Linked DNA regions of Cricetulus griseus: region 1 is linked to region 2. Evidence: chromatin contacts called from public Hi-C data. All regions are on one chromosome and are shown on one strand. Each heading gives the region's core, a stretch centred on a gene start, on an enhancer-like site or on the middle of the called end of the contact. The rest is flanking DNA. Distances are from core to core; before and after follow the strand shown.

Region 1 (6,540 bases), core at 1,423-3,922, 46 kb before region 2:
CACACTCAGGTGATTTTATTCAGATTAAGGAAAATGTAAGCATTGTTTTTGTTTTTGCTTCTTTCTGCTACAGAGAAGCCAAGTACAACACCTTCTATAAGGCCTGGAGGTAAGTCTGTCATATGAGATTTGGGTTAATTTGGGCCATTTCACAGTCCCCTTCACAGTTTTAAAATCATGACTTTAGAGCAGATTATGCAGGAGGAAGACCACTGGTATTTACCCAGACAATATGGGCAGATATCTGTCACATCTGACTGTGGCAAATAGCTCATCATTCTCATTCTCTGCCCACTGTTATCTATGTTGATCAAAACTGGAAAGTAATAATTTGAAAATTCCATTTTGGATGCTTATTATTATTATTGATATAAAGGGAGAAATTTAATCTAATGAAGTAAGACAAGAGCCCAACTGATTATTTATGGTTCTAGCAGTGAGTCATTGTACTTCTTCCTATGTACTTTAGTCCGTTATATTGCTTGTTGGCTTTTTGGTGCCTTATAATGGCAAATGTCTCACCAAAAATATGAAGACATGTCTGTGGAGACAGCTCAGTGGGTAAAGTGCTCCCTGTGCAAACATGAAGACCTGGGTTAGAACTCCAGAATCCATGTCTAAAAGCTTGGCACGGTGATATGCACCTCTGATCCCATCACTGGAGAGGCAGAGTCAGGGTTTACATGTCAGCCAAGCTACCTGAATCTGCAAACTCCATATTCAGAGAGACAATGTCTCAAAACTCAAGATGGGGAGAACAGCAGTTGGAAGATACCTAGTGTCAACCTCTACCCTGTATACATTAACACAAAATACACAGATACACATTTTTGCACACACATACACATGAACACAGAACACATACACATTTACACACAATGAAGAAAATCCTAGTGCAACAAATTCAAATTTTACTGTGTTTATCAATGGCATTGGTCAAATCACTGCTGTTTCCTTGAACACCACTCTACATGTGGAAGGACCTTAGAGCATGCCTGGACTGTAGCACCTTTCTTCAAGTTCTCAAGTCCGTGTGTATCTCTCTCAGGTGAAGCAACTGAGCCACCAACACCAGTACTTCCAGAAGAAACACAGAAAGAAGACACCAAAGAAACATTCAAAGAAAGCAGAGGTACTTGGGAAAAATAGATACTGGCAGTCCTTTGGCTAGAAATTACCTATGGTTATACTTCCTACTTTCTTCTTCACACAGCTCTTTAAAAAGTGAGGTTTTGTTACTGGACAACTTAACTTTAAAGAAAATTTCTCTGTGCTTCAGTTTAACCATTTAGTATTTTTCATACCTAGCTGACAGCATGATCAGCTTCATGAAGTAAAATGTAATGTTTGACTGCAATTCATTTCTGACACTGGGGATCTATGCAGATCCCACACACACAGATTAAAGACACATTCCACACCTCTCTCATCAGACAGACATCAATCACAAGTCTCACAGTCCTCAGACCACCTGAACTGATGATGTTCAACTGGCTACGCTTTCAGGAGTGCCCATGAGCTCTGTCAGGTTCTGTAATTAACTAGAATTCACAGAATTTAGGAATGCAGTGTCTGTACATCTTATTATACAGGATCCAAATAACAGGACATCCAGAGAAAGGTCTGGAAGGGTTTCAGATGGAACCTCCCAGTAGAATCAGGACTATCAACCTCTTTGTTACGGTTTCACTGTGAAATGTCTTCTGAATGCTCATGTAGTGAATGTTTGGTACCCAGGTGGTAGTGCTATATGAAAGATTCTGGAAACTTCTAGCTGGAGGAAGTGGGCCACAGTAAGCATGCCTTTGAAGCTTATACATGGTGCCTGGTATGATCCTGGCTGTCCTAGGAGGCAACGACATCCACACTGCCCCCACCAAGCGTGTTTTTACTAAAAAGTACATGAAAAAGGAGGATTATTTTACTCTGGAAAAAATATCAAACATAATTTTCCAATATTTGCAAGACTCCAAAATTTAAACTTGTCTACAGTATCACTTAGATTAATGGGTCATTTAGAAAATGCTCATTTGTTGAAACTAGGGACTCTGCTAACTGGGTAACTGCATCTATTTATCTATTTCCTAGATGTGCTGCTTGGACTACTCTATTGATTATGTTTTTTAAAGCCTGGTTTGAAAGGAAACATACAGAGGTGGGAGGACCACCAGGGATAATGTATGCTTTTTTCTTTTTCAGAGGCTGCTTTGAATCTTGCCTACATCCTAATCCCCAGCATTCCCCTGTTCCTCTTACTAGTGGTCACTTCAGCTGCATGTTGGGTTTGGATCTGTAGAAGAAGGCAAGTAGAACCTTCATCATGAAAACCTCTGCTCCCTCTGCAGTCTTTGAGATTTGGAGGCTACACAGTTGGTATCATTAAAAGCCATGGAAACTCCAAAAGAAGGACCACTGTAGAACTGAGAGTAAACTCTGGCTGACTCAGGACTCAAGGTCCACACCAAACAAGTAGCATTCAGCTGAGCATTTGTGCTAAGTTGTAATTAAGTTAGTGGTCCTATGCACTTTATTTTCTCAGTGTGTGGAAGATTTTTAAGCATTGTGAAAGGTAAAACAGTGTTATTCACTTCCTGTGCACCCATGTATCACCCAGCAAAGTGCTCTCCTAAATGTAGATCCTCATGCCAAAAATGTTTGTTGAGTAAGGAATGACTAATGAACCACACGAAAATTGTGTGTTCAGAGCATTTCTGACACAAAGCCAGTCCATTCAGAATGAATCAGCCAAATTCTTTTTAATTGACTTTTCTTTTGATTTCAAAAGTATGTTGTTGCAAAGCGGCTATGCCAGGTAGCAAAGGCAGCCTGTGTATGTAATCTGGATCATGTGCTCATGTATTTTAGGTACATTCAACTGTCCTCAGTTACACTTTTGTTCCCTATCATCATAGTATACATACAAGAGGGCTAGCATTCTCACTTTTACTGAAGGAAAATCTAGGTCCAACTTAAGTTTGACTCACTGCGATGAGCAATTTGAAATAAATTTGTAAAAGTCCAATGCAGAACCTACTTCATTTAATAATCCCCTTAAAGGATTATTATGGTACTAAAACAATGAATACACACATAACAAGCATATTACAAACACTCAAAAGTATTAGCCATAGAATTAAGTTTTAAAAACTACAAATACATTTTTCCAATGGCTTACACTGCAGTTGGTTCTTAAATGTACTTAACACTTTGTTGGGCATGGGGAGCTGCAGCTCTCTTCCAAAACCATTTTCAATCTCCACTCCCCATCCTTCCCATCTTCCTTCCCTCCCTCCTTCTCTCCATCTTTATGTCTCTGTCCTGCTTTCCCTTTTTTCTTTTTTCCTTCCTCCCTTTCTTCATTTTTTTAAACAGTCCTTAGGATCAGCCCAGGGCTTTCCACATGCCAGACAAGTTACATTGAGCTATTCCTAGTCTCTTGAACAATATTTTAAGTGTATCAAATAAAATGCATTGGTAGAAAAAGGAAGCAATCATACCATTACATAGTTTAGCAAAAATATTTCCCAAGATGAATTGTTTCTTTATTAATGACTCTTAATGGTAGGTATAATTATAATTTTGAAGTAGAGGTGAACATAAAATATTTCAAAACAACTATAATAACTGATACGATATGGGAACATGACTTCTGTTGGTGATAGAGTCAGTGACATTATTAATCCTACTCTTGTTGTCTAAGCTTTTAATGGTAGGATAAAAATAGAATAGAAATAGAAATAGCTAACTTTACTTAGAAATGAGGTTTTTGTATTTAGTTTTTAGTATCTCCTATTGCTTTCTGGCCCCACATTCTCAAGGGAGTCCTGGAACCCAAGCTAGTGATAGTAAATGGCAGATGTAAGAGCACTATGACCATAACGCTTTCCTGGGCCGACTCCTACCTGACCTGCAAAACCTATAAGTGTAGGCAGTGGAGCAGTAGAGCTGGTTCACTTCCTCCACTTCAATAGTAACAGTATTGAAGGGATATATAATCTCAGTACCCTGGGCTCAAATACTCAGCCTGGTTCTCTTCTTCTAGAAAACAAGAGCAGCCAGATCCTACCACAAAGGAGCAACACACCATTTGGCCCACTCCTCACCAAGAAAACAGCCCCAACCTAGATGTTTACAATGTCATCAGAAAACAAAGCGAAGCTGATTTAACTGAGCCCCGCCCAGACCTGAAGAACATCTCATTTCGGGTGTGTTCTAGTGAAGCCCCTCCTGATGATATATCTTGTGACTATGACAACATGGCTGTGAACCCTTCAGAAAGTGGGTTTGTGACTCTGGCAAGTATGGAGAGTGGATTTGTGACCAATGACATTTATGAGTTCTCCCCTGACAGAATGGGGAGGAGCAAGGAGAGTGGATGGGTGGAAAATGAAATATATTACTAAGACATATGAAAAACTGGCAAAAATGAGAAAACAAAAGCAAAAGCCTCCTATTTCTCACAAGGAAAATGTTCAGAAAGTTTATGAAGATGCTCAGACCAGTTCTTAAGGTGAGCACAGAATCTCCACAAGTTCCTACTGGGTCCCCAAGTTCTGGATGTATCCCTTATCCCAGAGCCTCACCCAGCTCAGCCTTGTGAGAAGGCACCTTGCCTAGGGGCTGCCATACAGCAGACCCTCGATAACTGTCAGCCAGTGTGCTGCAACTGATGTTCAAGGGCTGATGCTTCCAATGGTCAGGATAAAGGTGTCACCAAGGAGTTTGGAAAGCCCGCCTCCTAGGCTCCTTGCTCTCTACAGCAGCACGTGCAATCATAGAAAGACATAAACTCTGGAATCTTCTCAAAGGCTATGTATGGAAGCCCCAGGCTGGCCTGCCCAGCAACAATTCCCATATCTTCCCCTAGCCCAAATAAAATCCAATAAAAAGCAGGAAGCAGAATGTTAGTCAGTGTGTGTCTACAGTCTTTCCTCTGCATGCGGCCTCAGGGGACCTTTTTTTTTTTCCATTCTCCCAACATCTAAACTTGGAAAAACCCAACTTGGAAATACTTTCAAAAGTAAAAATGAAGTCTGTGTTTGCTTCAGGGCTCCTTGTTCTCCTGGCTCAGACAGTATGTGTTGTTCTGGGGATGGGTGGCAGCAGCATTAGCGATTGACTGTGTAGGCAGAAAGACTGGTGAAAGAGGTAGACATACTAAAGATAAGAAGAGGCAGGCTTCTCTATATCAGAGAAGGCAGTCACAGGCATCAGAAGGGGGAAAACTGGAATAGATCCTACCATGTTTGATGCAAATAGAAAACAGTGGTGTCACTTTGGGGCTTTCCATATTTCGTATACATACAGATACGCGTATATTCTCCACTAAAGTGAGCCAGGGCTTTGTGAAATAGGATGACTCCAGGACAGACAGAAAAAAATATGAGTTACTTGAGTAATGAAAAGTAAAATAATGGGTACCCAAACACAGGTAGAATTCACAAATCTGTTATTCCACAGGAATAGTGGTGGCCTGCACAACAATGGCCTATTACATATTTATGAATAACTACAGGAAAGGAGCTTAAGGGCAGCAAACACAGAGTCATGATAAGAATATGAGGATTTTTATTGCCCTGGCTTATCAGTACACATTGTATATGTATGCTGATAAGTCATGCTACTGTTAAAATTTTTATATTTGATTGGGAATGAGAGTGGTCATTTGGGAAACTTTACACAAACACCAAGCAAGAATGATTAGAAATCGGCAGATTACAAAATTCAACTTACAATGGAACACCTTTGGTAACGTGGGATAAATTGAGTATCAAAATCATTAACTGTTAACACTCTTGTTGATTTTAAAACAGAAAAACATGGATGTATGCTGATGCAAAAATAAATTAATTAAAATTTTGATGAGGGGTGGAATATTTACATGATTTCAAGTGCCTCATCCACAAAAGGATCATTAATTACAAAAGTGACACAACAGGCAAACACCGCCTCAGTCAATTGATCAAAGTGACTACTTATCAATATTGAAGTGTACTGAGATTAGAGGCCTCATATTGTGGTTCAGTGAGAGGAACATGGCATCACACTTGTGCTGTTTTAGTCAAAGCATATAAGCTGATCATAAGGAAGCCTTACACAAAAAGAAGTTAATAGACAATCTACAAAGTAACTGGACTGCAAATTTGATAATGAAAGTGAAAGCAAGATAGGGGTAGCTGCAGTTAGAGGGCAGTAAAAGATGAAAGCTAAAGGCACTACTTGATTCTGAAATGGATCCCCCCCCCTTTTTTTTTCCTGTAAAGGAAAATATGGAAACAAACTTGGATGAAGTCTGACGATTAAATGGTAATAATGTGTTAGTACTAATTTCCTGATTTTTACACTGCATTGAGGACATGTTCTTCTGATAGTGGGAATGTCTTTGTAGAAAACACACATTAAAGCAATAGAGGACAATGGATCATCAGGTTGACAACTTTCTCTTAAGTACTTTGGGAGGAGGAATGCTCTGTGCACTGTACTTGCTCTCTCTTCTCTTGTTAGAATCATTTAAGGAAAAACGATTTACAAACATCAATA
Region 2 (6,124 bases), core at 688-3,187:
CTGTCAGATTTCTCCACTGTAAAAGGTACTTTTGTTAACCCTTTGTAATAATTTTTTTAATTCAAAGATATTTTGAGACTGTATAAATATCCCGTTCTTCAATCAAATTTTACCCAATGACTTTAAGGCCTATTGATAATTCTTGTCTGAACAATTATTACTAACAGCCACAAAATAGTGATTTCATAATTTCTACATACATCCTTTTCTCACCTATCCTGTCTCTATACTTACCTAACAGTTAAGCCTGTGAACGTAGCTCAGTGGTACAATACTTGCCTAGCATTATGTAAGGTTCTGTGCTTCAGTTTCCTGAACTAGAAAAGAAGGAAAAAGAAGAAGAGAAAAGAAAAGAAGAGGAATGGGAATAGACATTAGACATTTATGGGGACTTGTCTCATATACCATACTTCTGAGAACCTGTCTAAAAACAGTTAAAGTGGAAATATACAATGTAGGTTCCTTTTTAAAATCTAATGTGGACTACACCTGCCTTTAATCACAGCACTCAGGAGACAGATCTCTGTTAAGTATGAGCCAGCCTGGTCTACATAGCAAGTTCTAGGTTATCCAGAATAATCCGGAGACTGTCTTAAAAACAAACAAGAAAACAATGTAGGGCCCAAGAGGTGACTCGTTGGGTAAAGGCAACTGCAGCATGCCTGACCGCTTGAGTTCCATTTTTCTAGGACCCACATAGTGGAAATAGAGAACCAGCTCCCACAGTTTATCCGATGACTTCTATAAAAAAATAAATAAAATGTGAAAGTAATATTACTGTTATTTCTATTACTATAATATTACTATTATTTCCAAATTGTTCATTTCTGATGCGCAGTTTGTTCAGATTTGGCAATGATGAGTCCCTTCAAGCTGTATTCTCTTTTGACACATTCTTTCTGTTGTATACAAAAAAAAATCTCCTTGCTTACTCATATAAGTTCTTTCAAGGGTGTCTCATACTTTCCCTGGCTGCCTTGGACTGAGTCATTACTCCCAGCAAATTGGGTTCCTTTTCATGGAGAATGTATAACCGGGAACCAAGGTCTGGACGCATATATTTAAGATACTAAAATGTCGCTGCTTACTTAGGTCACCGTATGGAATACTGGTGTGATAATTTATGATTAGAATTCTAGCATTACCTGTGTAGCAACTCCCTCCATTCTAGCAACCTGCTGCATCATCTGGAAATAAATTGAATAGTTTCTAAGCGTTTACAAATTCCCTAACAGTTTGAGGAAGTATGGCATAAGATATAGTCACCTCTCCTCTCAAATATGTAAAACTGTGCCTACGTTTCAGGGGTTCCCGGCTTCGAATTCCGGATTTAAGTCATCTCTAGGGTCTCTTCAGAGCTGACTTTTTCTTTCTTTCTTTTTTTTTTTTTCTCTTTTTTTTGTAAGTGGCCGATTGCTGTGAGTAGAAATCCTCACAGACGTCAAAAAGTGGAGAGACTTAGATAGTAACGAGCAGGAGGGCTAAAAAGAACACAAAGAAAAGAGGCTGTGAGCAACGTGTTGCTCAGCCACGGTGTTCCTCGGGCTCCAAATTTAGCGCAGCAGTCTTCCTGCGGGCGAGCTTTTGGCGGGAAGGGCCGCAGGCGGGCGGAGAACGCTAGGCGACCCTACAGGCCACGCGCAGGCGGCACGCTGCACCCTCCGCTCGGCCCACCAGGGCTCGCTCTTGCCCTTCTGCTGGAAGGCAGCAGGAAGGGGGCGGAGCAGACGGCGACCCCGCCCCCGGCCCCGGCGAGGCCGGAGTAGGCTGAGGAGAGGGCGCCGCGGCCGGAAGCACAGTGCCCGCCGGAGCCGCGCGCCGCCCCTCCCTCCCGCCACCGACGTCGGAGCTGCCGCGGTAGCTATGGTGACCGGTGGAGGCCCGCCCCCGTCCCCTGCCCCGGCCCCCTGACGTCGGCTCACGTCAGCGCCGGCGCGCGCCTGGCTGGGCCCTGTGGGGCGGGAGGGAAGCAGCGCCGGAGCGAGCACTGCGGCCGTCGCCCAGAACCCAGCCGCGCCGCCCGCCGCCCTCCTGCCTGCTCAGCGCCGCTTCGCGCCGGCCCGCTCGTTCGCGCTCCAGTCGCCGTGTCCTGCAGCGGGGGCCCAGCATGGTCATGGCGGATGGCCCGAGGCACTTGCAGCGCGGGCCGGTCCGGGTGGGGTTCTACGACATCGAGGGCACGCTGGGCAAGGGCAACTTCGCCGTGGTGAAGCTGGGGCGGCACCGGATCACCAAGACGGAGGTGCGGCACCACCGGGGTTCGGCGGGAGCGTGGCATGGTTGCGCCCCGGGCGGGGAACGGCGGGCCTGGCTCTGTGGGGACCGCGGGGTGCAGATCGGGGGGGTGGGTTGTCCCTGGGAAGCCACACAGGCTTCCGTCCCGAGCCTCCCACCCGGGGACCTGGTCTGTGGCCTCTGCTCCCAAGCCCAAGTTCCGCGTCTTCCCGGCTTTCGGCTGGGGGTGGGGTGGGAGGGGAAGTCTCGATGCTCCAGGTCCGCGCGGGGACCAACGTCGCCGGCGGGAGAAGGGGACCGGCAGCTCCTGGACTTGGCGGACACGTAGCGCGACCCTAATCAGGAGTCCCTCGCTGCTAGGCGAAGAGGGGGCGCCGCGGACCCGACCGGTGCGGACGGACCGCTGTCTATTTTCTTTGCTTTGGGCCCGCAGGGTCTCTGATTTGGTGCCTGACTGGCTTGATCTCTTGCCGGAGGTATATCTAATACTCCAGACAATAGAACTGGTTGAAAATGGTCATCTCAGCTCTGCACCGTCGTCTGAGGTTGTCCCTTTACCAGGTGTGCATACTGACTCCAAGCACGCATTCCTTAAGCCACATCAGATGGACTACTCAGAAAGCCCTCAACTGCTTCCTTACAGTGACTCCAGCATCCCCCTCCATGGTGCATTCTAATGCACCGCACATATTTTCTCCCCGAGTCTCTGTTCTTACCTAGCCCACCCCCTTCCTTCCATTGCCTCAAGCTGCTCTCCTCGGGGTCTCTATTTTAAGACGTGCAAATTAAATACCTTGGAAAAAAACGATCGAAACAAAACCGTTTTTTTAGACTACAACCTAGTGGTTTTGACGTACTCTATTCTGCCTTATGATTTCCACTGTAGTTTCACCGGTTTTCAGTTTGTCTCCCCAAATTTCATCTCGTCCGGGTTTTTTCCCTAGTACATTTCTTAAGAACGTTCTAGCCTTTGAATGTAGAACTTAAACGCCCCCCCCCCACGGAAGACTTACGTAAGGTTAAGGGCATTTAAAAGCCTGAGTGTTTTCTTAGCAGTAGTACTTAGAAGTTTTGCTTCGTGTCCATTTTTATAAAGGAGGATATGTCTGACATGTGTTCATTTTTTCTTGTTTTGTTTTGCCTCACGGATCCCTGACACACCACCTAAATCTGACTTCTTTAGGGCGTCAGTACCAAGGTCAAAATATTTTTCCTTTCACAAATTTACCATTGTTATGAATCTAGATTGTTAGTAATGATAATGTGAGTATATTGACATTGCCAAATTGTTGCATAGCTTAATATGGTCCCGGCACTTTTTTAATGAATAAAGTTGTTTCGTTCTTGTAAAGAGTTATGGCCAAGCTGTCATACCTTGCCGCTATGTAAAATAAAAGGGAAATATCTTAAATGGGTAACTTTATGAATCTTTTTCAATGACCGTCAAAAATGGCACATTACAGAGAGTCTGTAAACTTTTTGGTGATATTCTGTGGTTGGATACCGAATCCAATAACATATTATTTTTTTTCTTTTTAGCAATATTTAGTGGTCATCTGTTATCTGTCAGACTGAGTTTAAAGTGGCATAAGTGCTTTAACTATCCCACTTTAGAGAACTGCTTAAGTGGAGCTCATGGTAACTGACACTTTCTTGGGGGTCACAATTTAGATGGTGTCCCTTTCAAACTGATATTTCTTAGGAAGCGAGGTAGGGGGCACTGTGGAGTAACACTGCCTGTGACTGTTAGGTCAGTTACTTTTGTGATTGAAGACACCTGTCAGATCATCAAAGAGCTTGCAGATCCTAAAGTGTGTGTGTAGTATATGTGTATAAAGTTATTTTATGTTAAAAGCTAAAAGTTTAGCCTACAGATTCCTCCCTCATGCTTTTCTATTTTTACAGTGGGCAAGTATGAGCATTTTTGTGGTTGTCCATACTAAGGCACAGAAAGGTGAAATGGTCTAGTAGTTACTGTACAGAAAAGTCTGTGGATGTTTCAGTTTGCAAAGTGGTTCTCTGAAGTTTTATAGGGAAGTTACATGAAGACTCGTTGATTAAGAGCATGGATTCAGTTTCTAAAAGTATAACATTTGTTTTCAGTGAGTTCTTTCTTTAGGGATAATTATTTATTTACTGAATATTTATATCTTTGATAAATAGAACCACCATTCGAACTATAGTGAAAATTTCAACTATCACATTATTTTAGATTCTCATTGCTTAACATACTATATCTAGTTAATTACAGAGAATAGTTAATATAGTATAAAGAAAACTATTAGCAAAATGTGACTATGTTTATTTACTGCTTATGGAAACTTCTTTATATTCTGTATTTTAGCATTGTAGGCTTATGTGTTTTAGAACTTGGAGATCTGGTTTTTTGTTGTTGTTGCCTTCAAGTTTGATCCTGAGTCAGTTTTAAAAAGTCAGTTTTATTATATTCGCACACACACACACACACACAAACAAGTGAAAGCATATTGCAGGAACTGGTTCTTTCCTTAAACCATGTGGGTGCTAGGGATCAAACTCAGATAATCAAGGTTGGCAGCCAAGTGTCTTTACTCTCTGACCATCTTGACACCCCCTGAGACAAATCTTAGGGCTTAGTTTTAACATTCCGGTTATGAATAGTTTTATTTTTAATTGGCTTCTCTCCATCTTCTGTTTCCTATCACTCACGAAAAATAAGATACAATTTTGTAGTGCTTTGGAGAAGTCTGTTTCCCTTTTAGGAAAAAAATAGTATACAAAAGAGACATTAATTTTGGTCTAATCTGTCAAATGGCTTACTACCAAGAAATATAATTACGTCATCTGAAGCAGTATTCATGTGCTAGATCTCTGTGTAAATTTTGCACACAAAAGGGAAGGCAAGGGGGTGGTAGAACCCAGCTTCCTAATATAATAATTCATAAAGTCTTTGCAGAGCTGGTTTATGAATTGCAGAAGCTAATTTTGTAAAATTAGCACAATGGGAAAAGAATAACACCATTTAGGCTATTAAACTATTTTTGGCAACAGTGGTTGCTAGTTTTTTATTCTGTGGATGTCCATGAGTAGTGTTTTATAAATAATTTATTAGCAAGTAACTTTCCCTTCTAGTTCACTATATAGTTAGTTCAAGGGTGGAGTTGTTTGTTTTGTTTTTGTTGGGGTTTTTGAGGGGGGTGGTCTAAGTAAAATTCTAGGAAAATTATTTGTACCCGTAAGTGCTCTCTTATCTGTTAAAGAATGTTTAGTACAGTAAATGTTAAGAATAAAGGAGAGCATAGTACACCAAAAGTATATAGTTTCCCAACAAGTGGAATACTTGTTCTTATGATGTCACATTGCCTTTTAGTATTTTTAATGCATTTTTTTTTCTATAGGTGACAGCACAGGGTCCATGTCTGTGCTCACACATTTTGCTTATTGTATATAACTTTATAACAGCATTTTAGTAGGTTAGTATTCTACCTTGTACATAACCCATTTTACTTATGACTCTTACTATTTTATCATGTCCAGTTTTCAACAATTGACAGGGAACACAATTATGTATATAAATCTGTGTCTGCACTTTAAATGTTTTTAGGGGTAAGGAATTGCTGGTAATTTTCAGAAAAGAGATTACTAAATGAGAAGGTTTAATTTTTACATTTGACAATTTTTATTACCTTATCATGTTTATTATTGAAAAATTTTAAAGTTCAGATAAATGAAAATAATTACCTGTACTATAAGTACCCAGAGGTAACCACCATTATTATATTCAGATCCCTCCCTATACAGATAACTTGACTTTTCCTCAATCCCATACTTTTTGTGTTGCTTACCTCCAAAGTCATATGAAGGAAAGTGTACAGAAACTTTGTCGAGGTTCTGAAAGTTACTTTATTAA

What was found. A called contact is a pair of places that touch in the nucleus more often than the background predicts.
Region 1: a contact with region 2 is called in a Hi-C map of the CHO-K1 cell line, with 3 times the contacts expected there. The contact joins the enhancer-like site here to the promoter of Sik2 in region 2. A contact is called at or near these places in 3 of 8 Hi-C or Micro-C datasets (the CHO-K1 cell line and fibroblasts).

The regions. Positions count from the first base shown.
Region 1 is chr4:162,805,598-162,812,137 of CriGri-PICRH-1.0, reverse strand. It overlaps Layn (layilin), which reads left to right. Exons shown (of 7, transcript NM_001246681.1): 4 at 74-109; 5 at 1,049-1,132; 6 at 2,200-2,302; 7 at 4,043-4,884. The coding sequence ends at 4,403. Among named protein-coding and RNA genes, the nearest start is that of Layn, 16 kb to the left of the region's middle. Within about 2 kb of position 2,672, at least 2 of the 6 cell types and tissues checked have open chromatin away from gene starts, as enhancers often do. A contact at or near this core is called in the CHO-K1 cell line and fibroblasts, where this site is marked.
Region 2 is chr4:162,758,917-162,765,040 of CriGri-PICRH-1.0, reverse strand. It overlaps Sik2 (serine/threonine-protein kinase SIK2), which reads left to right and starts at 1,937. Exons shown (of 16, transcript XM_027412165.2): 1 at 1,937-2,242. The coding sequence starts at 2,108.